Regions from separate parts of the Gossypium hirsutum genome. Here region 1 is linked to region 2. Evidence: chromatin contacts called from public Hi-C data. All regions are on one chromosome and are shown on one strand. The core of a region is the stretch at or near the end of the contact, and the rest is flanking DNA. Distances in the headings are between cores, read along the strand shown. Region 1 holds the start of LOC107951810 (transcription factor bHLH87). Region 2 has its middle 25 kb from the start of LOC107952433.

Region 1 (3,771 bases), core at 493-2,992, 120 kb after region 2:
AAAAAAAAGTTTTATTAGAAGAGAATGAGATTTTTGGGTTATTTGTTGGAGGTCCCTAATCGTCGATTCATCGACAGACATGATGATAAAGTGCAACTAGGGTTTTGACAAAAAAAAAATAGAAGAGGAAGAGAAAGGGACACCACGACGAAGAAAATTTTTTTAATTAACAATTAAAATGTAAAAGTAATTAGGGTAGGCTATACAAATGGTCACCAAACTATGCCTGTTTCTCTCTTTTGGTCACCTAACTTTAAAAAATTAAAATTTAGGCGCTACTATTTGAATTCATTCCTCTTTTGGTCCCCCGTCGTTGAATTGATAACTAAAAGCCTTATTTAATTGGTATAGTAACACATTTAGTTCACAATACTTACATATTTTATCAATTTGATCCTCAAACTTTCAAACCAAAGCTTTCACCGTTTAAAATAGAGGCATCCCACATCCATAAATTTGTAAAACCCAAAAAGAAAAGAAATTTTCTCAACTAGGGATGCCTCTATTTTGGGTTTTACAAATTTATAAATGTGGGATGCCTCTATTTTAAAAGCTGAAAGCTTTGGTTAGAAAGTTTAAGGATCATTTTGATAGAATTTGTAAATATGAAGGGTTAATTTTTTTTAATTATTTAGAATTAGGATCAAATTAATAAAACATGTAAGTATTGTGAACTAAATGTGTTAGCATACCAGTTAGAATAAGGCTTTTCATTATCAATTCAACTACAGGTGACCAAAACAAGAAGGCGAGCATTGTTGTATGACCATTTGTATAATTTACGCAAGTAATTAATTAAATTTATTTATTTATTTTAATTATGGAAATTTAAAAATATATTAGAAGGGAATTAACTTTTGTTAAAACATGTCACAATTTCATTGAATTTTATTAAAAATATTTATTTTGTTTTATTTTATTTATGTTTTATTTAATATGTTAGGTTTAAAAAAGGGAAATTTTAATACAAGTCCCTCTTCTATACCATTCAGCATTTTCCTTGGGTCCACCATGTTAGTACATGTTAGAGTTTAACACTATTAAATTTAAGTACTAAAAGGTTGAATACAAATCGGATAAATTGAAAGAACATGTATTATATATAGTAGTGAAAATTTTATTAAAGTATAAAGGTAAATTTTTTTAAAATATATTTATTACATAATTTTTTATTTATAATCTAATTGTTATAATTTGAATGGGTATTGTTTAAAAATTATATTTATTATTATACCGGTAACTTCTTTATTTTTTTATTTTTTATTTTGAAGATGAAAGATAAATAATGCAGACGCAAATCACAACTGAACCGTTGAAAGTTGGAGTCTTGGATGATTGAAATACTCCATGGTCCCCACAGTCCCCCTGTTTAGATTTCGCCCACGTGGGAGATGGCTATCCATTTATGGAAGCTCCCAATCATGATGCGCCACATGTGATCCGGAGTGTTGCCTTCACGTGTTCATAACGGTTTAGGATTTTTGCAGAAATAACGCGGGAGAGAGGATCATAGCGGCATTTATTTGGATTTTGATAAGAGATAGGGGGACCATCCGATAAATTACAAAAATATTAGGCCACCATTAACAATACTTGTGGACCTATCTTCATTTTAATATTTTCAACACATCGGCCAGCCTGATTAACGCACAGAGGTGAATTGCTTGAATTAAATTTTAGTACCCAGGAAATGTTAAAAATAATGGACTCCCAAATGAGCATGAAAAAGATTGAGAATAGGTGGCACCCGACATATCTTTCAATAAGATCATGGATGGTTTGGTAATTGTGACAGGATAAATCAAGTTCAACCGTCAAACTCTCTAGGATTTAAGACCAACTACTTCTAATTACTGAAAACACTCATTTAATGCTCCTTCCTTGTATATATTCTCACTGCTTATCTGCAGATTTGGTGAAGAAAAACGCCACATAGTTGACAATATAAGGGAAAGGTTGGCAGTGGCATATACAAAGGGGAACCCATTCACTGAGTTGTAATGATGGGGCGCATGTGGGTACGACTCTCTTTTCTTTTCTTTTCTCTATTCTATTTCTTTCTCTGCTTTCCCTCTTGCAAGTACAACCATCTGTATTTAATAAAGTGAAATGAAAATATATTATATGTATGTTATATTAGAATGGTTGAAGAGACAAAATTCTGTAAGCAACTTGCTTTCTGCACTGTCTATATATCTATTATCTTCTGCCTCTGATCCTCTGATTATCCCTTTCCTTTGGCCTGCAAACATATATCAGGCAGTCCCCCACTACTCAAAATGGCAATCTATGAAGCGTAGCTGCTGTTTAATTGATGCCACTGTACTGAAATGTTTAAATTCACCTCACCCTTATAAACGAGCATTTAATTCTGATATGTGGGTAGGTACCATAGTTGAGACTGGAAACTGGGATACCAGTCATGATTAATTAGAGACTGTCAAATAGATGCTTGTTTTGACTGCAGTTTTTTTTTTTGAAACTTTACAGTGCACATTAAATTTCCATGAGCAACCAAAAGGATGTCATGTCAGATTATTTCCCGCACTAGAAATATATATATATATATTATTAAACTATATAGTTTAAATATGCTTCACTAATATCTCAAATGCTCCCCATCTGCAGAAATATATATCCATACACACCCACCAAACTGACCCAGAAAGCCTTATCTTTTCCACACTCCACATTACTGATTACACCTCTTTTCAACTTTTGAAACTATGTTATTTTATGTTAAGCTATTCTTTTTTTCTTTTATTTTAAGTCCTAATACAAAGTATTTGTTGGATTATAAAACTAGTTCTCTTTTTTTTGTTTTTTTTTCCCTTACCTATCTATATAAGCATGCATGCCTTTTAACAACATTACTGAGTGTGTCAACTATGTTTATATACAGAATAGCTTAAGGTAGATGAAAAATCTAATTCCCTTAACTCGTCGTATGCATGATTTTGTTTATGGTTTCATGTTTATCATTCAGTTTCCATGACTGATGCTTCGTGATCAAGAATTAGAGAGGATTTGGTCCAACTTAGTCTCTGTTAAAAGAATTGCGACAAATATTTTTCACTTGTGTCTTTTTGTCGAAGCCAAACTCAACCAGCTGCAGTAGGATCTGGATTTGGTATGTACTTTTACTCAAATTTCTATCAACTTTATATATTCATCTGCATTTCTTTCAATCCTTGGATTAATATGTTGAAGTTATTTTATTTTGGGCTCAGAAAAAAAAGTTTCAGCCATGGATGGCTTGGGATGGGATGAATTAAATTCATTGCCTGTTTGGAACAGTGAGCCAAATGATGTAGAAGACAGTTTCCTAATTTCCAACTCAAATTCTTCCGTTTATGGTGACAAGATGAATCTGCCAGATGATATCTTCGTTAATTCAATTCAAGAACTCCAAGATGCTCAGCCATCCCTTGTGAATCCAGATGCAGATATAGTATCTGAAATGGTTAATCCACAGCCAGTTCCTGCATCAGCTTGTGGTATAACACAAGAATGGTGCTCTTCTCCATTGTTGAATAGCTCAGCCTATGGTTTGAACTCATCAAACGCTTCAGTTTCTGTTATTGGAAGCATGGCGGTTCACTCACAAGTCATCAATGGTTTACCAAATGGAAACGCTGTCGTTGGTGGTACAACAACAACAGCAAGCTCTCTTGAGTCCCTTGAATGCTTGCTCTCAGCTACTAATAGCAACACTGATACATCAGTTGAAGATGATGGGCTCTCAATGATATTCTCTGATTGCAAGAGCTT
Region 2 (3,852 bases), core at 372-2,871:
GTACAAGATTGATGAAGCGGATGTTGCGCCCAAGAAACATGCCAACCAAACCATTTTATTTCCTACGTCCCTATATATCCCTTACCATTTTTTTTCCTACGTTTTTTTTATACCTAATATTAACATTTTTTATGCTTCATATAAAATATAAATTTAAAATTTTATTTAAATTCGTGCATATTTATAAATAAATAATTTAAATTTATTTTAAATTCACTTATTTTATTTTAAAAAAATTATTTTATTTTTAATTTAATATTTAATAATTATCTATATTATATTTATTAAAATTTTATATATAGACATGTTAATTTTTTTAATGTTTACATTATGGTATTATATATTATTATAAATTTAATTTTTATATGCTATAAATTACATAATATATAAAATAATATAATATAATATATTAGAAATTCATAAACGGGCCAAGCTCGGGCCTTAAATACTTGAACCAAGATTTTTAAAATCAGATCGATGGTCAAATTAGTTAGGTTTAGAGCTGATCATGGGCTGGGCGGCCCGGCTCGGCCCGAAGGCCCACCCGAAAAATGGGAGGGTTTGGGTAAAAATATAGGCCCGAAAAATGGGCTTGGGAAAAAAAATTAGGCCCGTTTAGAAAACGGGCCGGGCCTCGGGTAAGGGTTTTTTGGCCCGGGCCCGGACTAGCCCGAATTATATATTAATATATTTTTATTTTATTTTTAATTATTTAAATTTTTAATATAACTATTTTTTATTATATTATTAATTTGTGTATTGTTTTAAGAATTGTTTTAGTATTATTTTTATTTGTTTTAATATTTGTTTTTATGTTTTTAAATATATTTGATTTATTATATTTTTAAACTTTTTTATTTAATGAAATAAAAAAAATTTAATATGGGCCGGGCCGGGCCGGGCTTAGTAATTTTATTTCGGGCCGGGCTTGGGCAAAATTTTAGGCCTATATTTCTGGCCGGGCCGGGCCCGAGCCTAGTAGATGGGCCTAAAAATTTATATGGGCCCGGCCCGAACCTGACCCGGCCCGGCCCATGATCACCTCTAGTTAGGTTGTCAGTTCGCCAGTCCAACGAATCTGATTGGTGAGATTAAATAATTAATAAAAAATCATAAAAAATAAAATATATATATTAAAAATATAATTCAACCAACTTTTTACTTGGTCTTGAGTCAACTAATTCAATCCTTTTCTTTGAATTGGTATCCCATCTGATCCGATTTAATTCAAACAACATTAACTTAAACTCATTTTTCTCATATTTAAAATAAACATAACTTTTTTATTCAAACCTTTTGGAATATTAACATATTTTTTAAAATCCTGTGTCTTATAAGTAACCCCAACGTAAACGGATCTATTTGGAGATAAGTTGCATTTACTTTTATATTATTCTATTGTGGCCTGGGCCACTGAAACACCAAAAATAGAAAAAAGAAAAAAAATAGGTATCACGTTGTAGTCAGGGTTTCATTTACAATGGGCGACGGTCAGCATCATGATTCATGGACTCCAGAATTCTTAGGATCCTATTCATAAAATCGAACGCTGCTCCTACAAAACGTTGGGGACAACGACCCTTCATTTTGTAAGAGACAAGGGCCCCTCCGCCTTCACCGCCATCAACCCTTTTTCTGGGTTGTTCACCTTAATAAGGCCAAGCCATTGAATGCGACAAATCTTCAGTACATGCATGCACAAGAAAACCTCGCTGCCACTAAATAATAATAATAATAACAATAATGCCTCTCTTTTGCCGACGGCCAATTTTAATTTCTTCTTATCTTTGATCTTCTTTCTTTCTGTTTTCGGGCTGTCCGGGGACATTAACAAACTCCTGGAGCTTCGACAAGTTTTAGGATTGGGTCAAAAAAGAAGGAGAAAAGTTAATTGAATGGGATAATTTTGGAATGTTAACAAAAAAGTTTTAATCACTTATCCGGGAACAATCAATTACATCAAATACTTGTTTTTTACAAATTGCAAGTCAATCTATCCGCTGAATTATAATTAGATAATAAATGGGAAGCTGACCTACTATAATCAACTTTGACCGAATTTATATAACCAAACTGTTGAAGGTCAATTTCGGTATCGGGGGGCTGATTCTAATTAGCTGACCCGTTTACTTGGAATGGGGTTGGCAATTTTGGCAAAATTTCCAGGTCTTTTAGAACGCAGCGCCCCATGCCATGCCTTGTTCATTGGACCACCATTAATTTGCATTGCCATTTCCCTACTGTCAGAAATGTCAATTTGTCCTGCCCAGTGGGATTTATTTCTGAATTGGCCCACTTTCAAAGTCCCCACAATGTTGATTGTTTCAGGATTTAACTACTAATGTCGTGTGGTATAATACTTAGATATAGAATAAATAATAATGAGTATATATTTAAATTTAGAACTAGAAAGATAAATATTAATTCTTGAAAAAAAAGATTTCTTTTAAATTAACAAAAAAAAAGTCTCTTTATTAAAAATAAATAATGGGAGTGACTAAATATTGCCAACTAAATTAGTTTGTTTCTAATTTATATACTAAAATAAGTGTAAAAAATAACACTCTTACCAACCGAAGCATAAGTTTTCAGTTCTCATTTTCAAAACATTATAATTGTCCAACTTTCTATACCTGTGATAATAAATTCATGATAACAAATGGCAGCTCCAACATTTAGAATGGAGGTAAATATTATCTTAATAAGGATATTAACTTGTTAGTCATACTTACCAAGGGACTATTCTATCAAGTACTATACCTCGTTAAGAAGCACGGTCACATTAAAGCACAATCACTTCATTAACTTGCAGGCTTCATCTGATAAGACCGTTGTCACTCATTATTTATATATCATTTAATCACTTCACATTAAGTTGCATCCTTGATCTAACAAGAAGCTCTATGCTATGTGACTCGAGTGACAACTTACCAACCTTGACAACACGCATAGCCTATGAACATCTCCTTTAAATAACTCTTTGAAGCTAATGGAGCCAAAACGACAATTCCACTGACCAATCCCTTCTCTTTTCCCAGCAACGCTAAGCTTTTATATCTTTTATAACATCTCTTGCCTCTCTTGCACATTAGGTAAACTGCCTCTTCGATCTCTTTTATCACTTACCATCAACAATTGGTGTAATGAGTGTGGACGATGTCGTAACCATCTTTGAAAACAACGGGGTCGACTTGGTTTGAAAGCGAAAATTAAAACGGGAGTCGCCACCGATCTTTATTAGGTGTGATCGGATCACCTTTGTTTTAATAAATCAAATTTAGTTTACTAAAACAGTGCCTTTGGTCTACGAAACTTGAGAGAATAAGTTCGGGAGTCGGTTACGTGCGAGGAAGGATTAACACCCTTGACACGCCCAAAAATTGGTACCGAATTGATTAGTTAGTGTCCTAATGTAGAAAATTTGAAAATCGGGAAGGGATTTGAAATACGATCTTTTCTATTAATATTGACTTTAAAATTCTTGAATTAGCTTGAATTGATTGTTTAAAGATATCCTTATCTCGAGATATCAGAGTATCACATCCCGTAAGTTAGGACACAATACCATGAACTCCCGAGCACAAAGTCGTCTCTTAATTTAAATGAGAATTTTAGGTGCTTTAAAACTCGAAAAGGATATTTGGCTATTTAGAAACAATAAGGAAATCGAAACCCCGTAAGTTAGGGCACGATTCCTTGATGTTCCAAAATGCAAAACATTGCCTTATTTGGAAAATTTCATTTTTGAATAGTAACGAATACGATATTTAAACGAGGTGTATTTGTTAGGTTGAAATAAAATGATTTATTGGATAAATGTATTGGGCTTAATGAATGATACGACTTAGGCTA

What was found. Hi-C and Micro-C count contacts between places; a contact is called where the count stands out from the background.
Region 1: a Hi-C map of leaf shows a contact between it and region 2, with 2.8 times the contacts expected there. The contact joins the promoter of LOC107951810 here to the enhancer-like site in region 2. A contact is called at or near these places in 11 of 34 Hi-C or Micro-C datasets (callus, cotyledon, leaf and 1 more).

What each region holds. Positions count from the first base shown.
Region 1 is chrA02:82,993,578-82,997,348 of Gossypium_hirsutum_v2.1, forward strand. LOC107951810 (transcription factor bHLH87) reads left to right here and starts at 1,743. Exons shown (of 4, transcript XR_001698621.2): 1 at 1,743-2,018; 2 at 2,987-3,130; 3 at 3,231-3,771.
Region 2 is chrA02:82,875,895-82,879,746 of Gossypium_hirsutum_v2.1, forward strand. No RefSeq gene overlaps it. Among protein-coding and RNA genes, the nearest start is that of LOC107952433, 25 kb to the left of the region's middle. Within about 2 kb of position 1,622, at least 3 of the 9 cell types and tissues checked have an H3K27ac peak or open chromatin away from gene starts, as enhancers often do. A contact at or near this core is called in cotyledon and leaf, where this site is marked.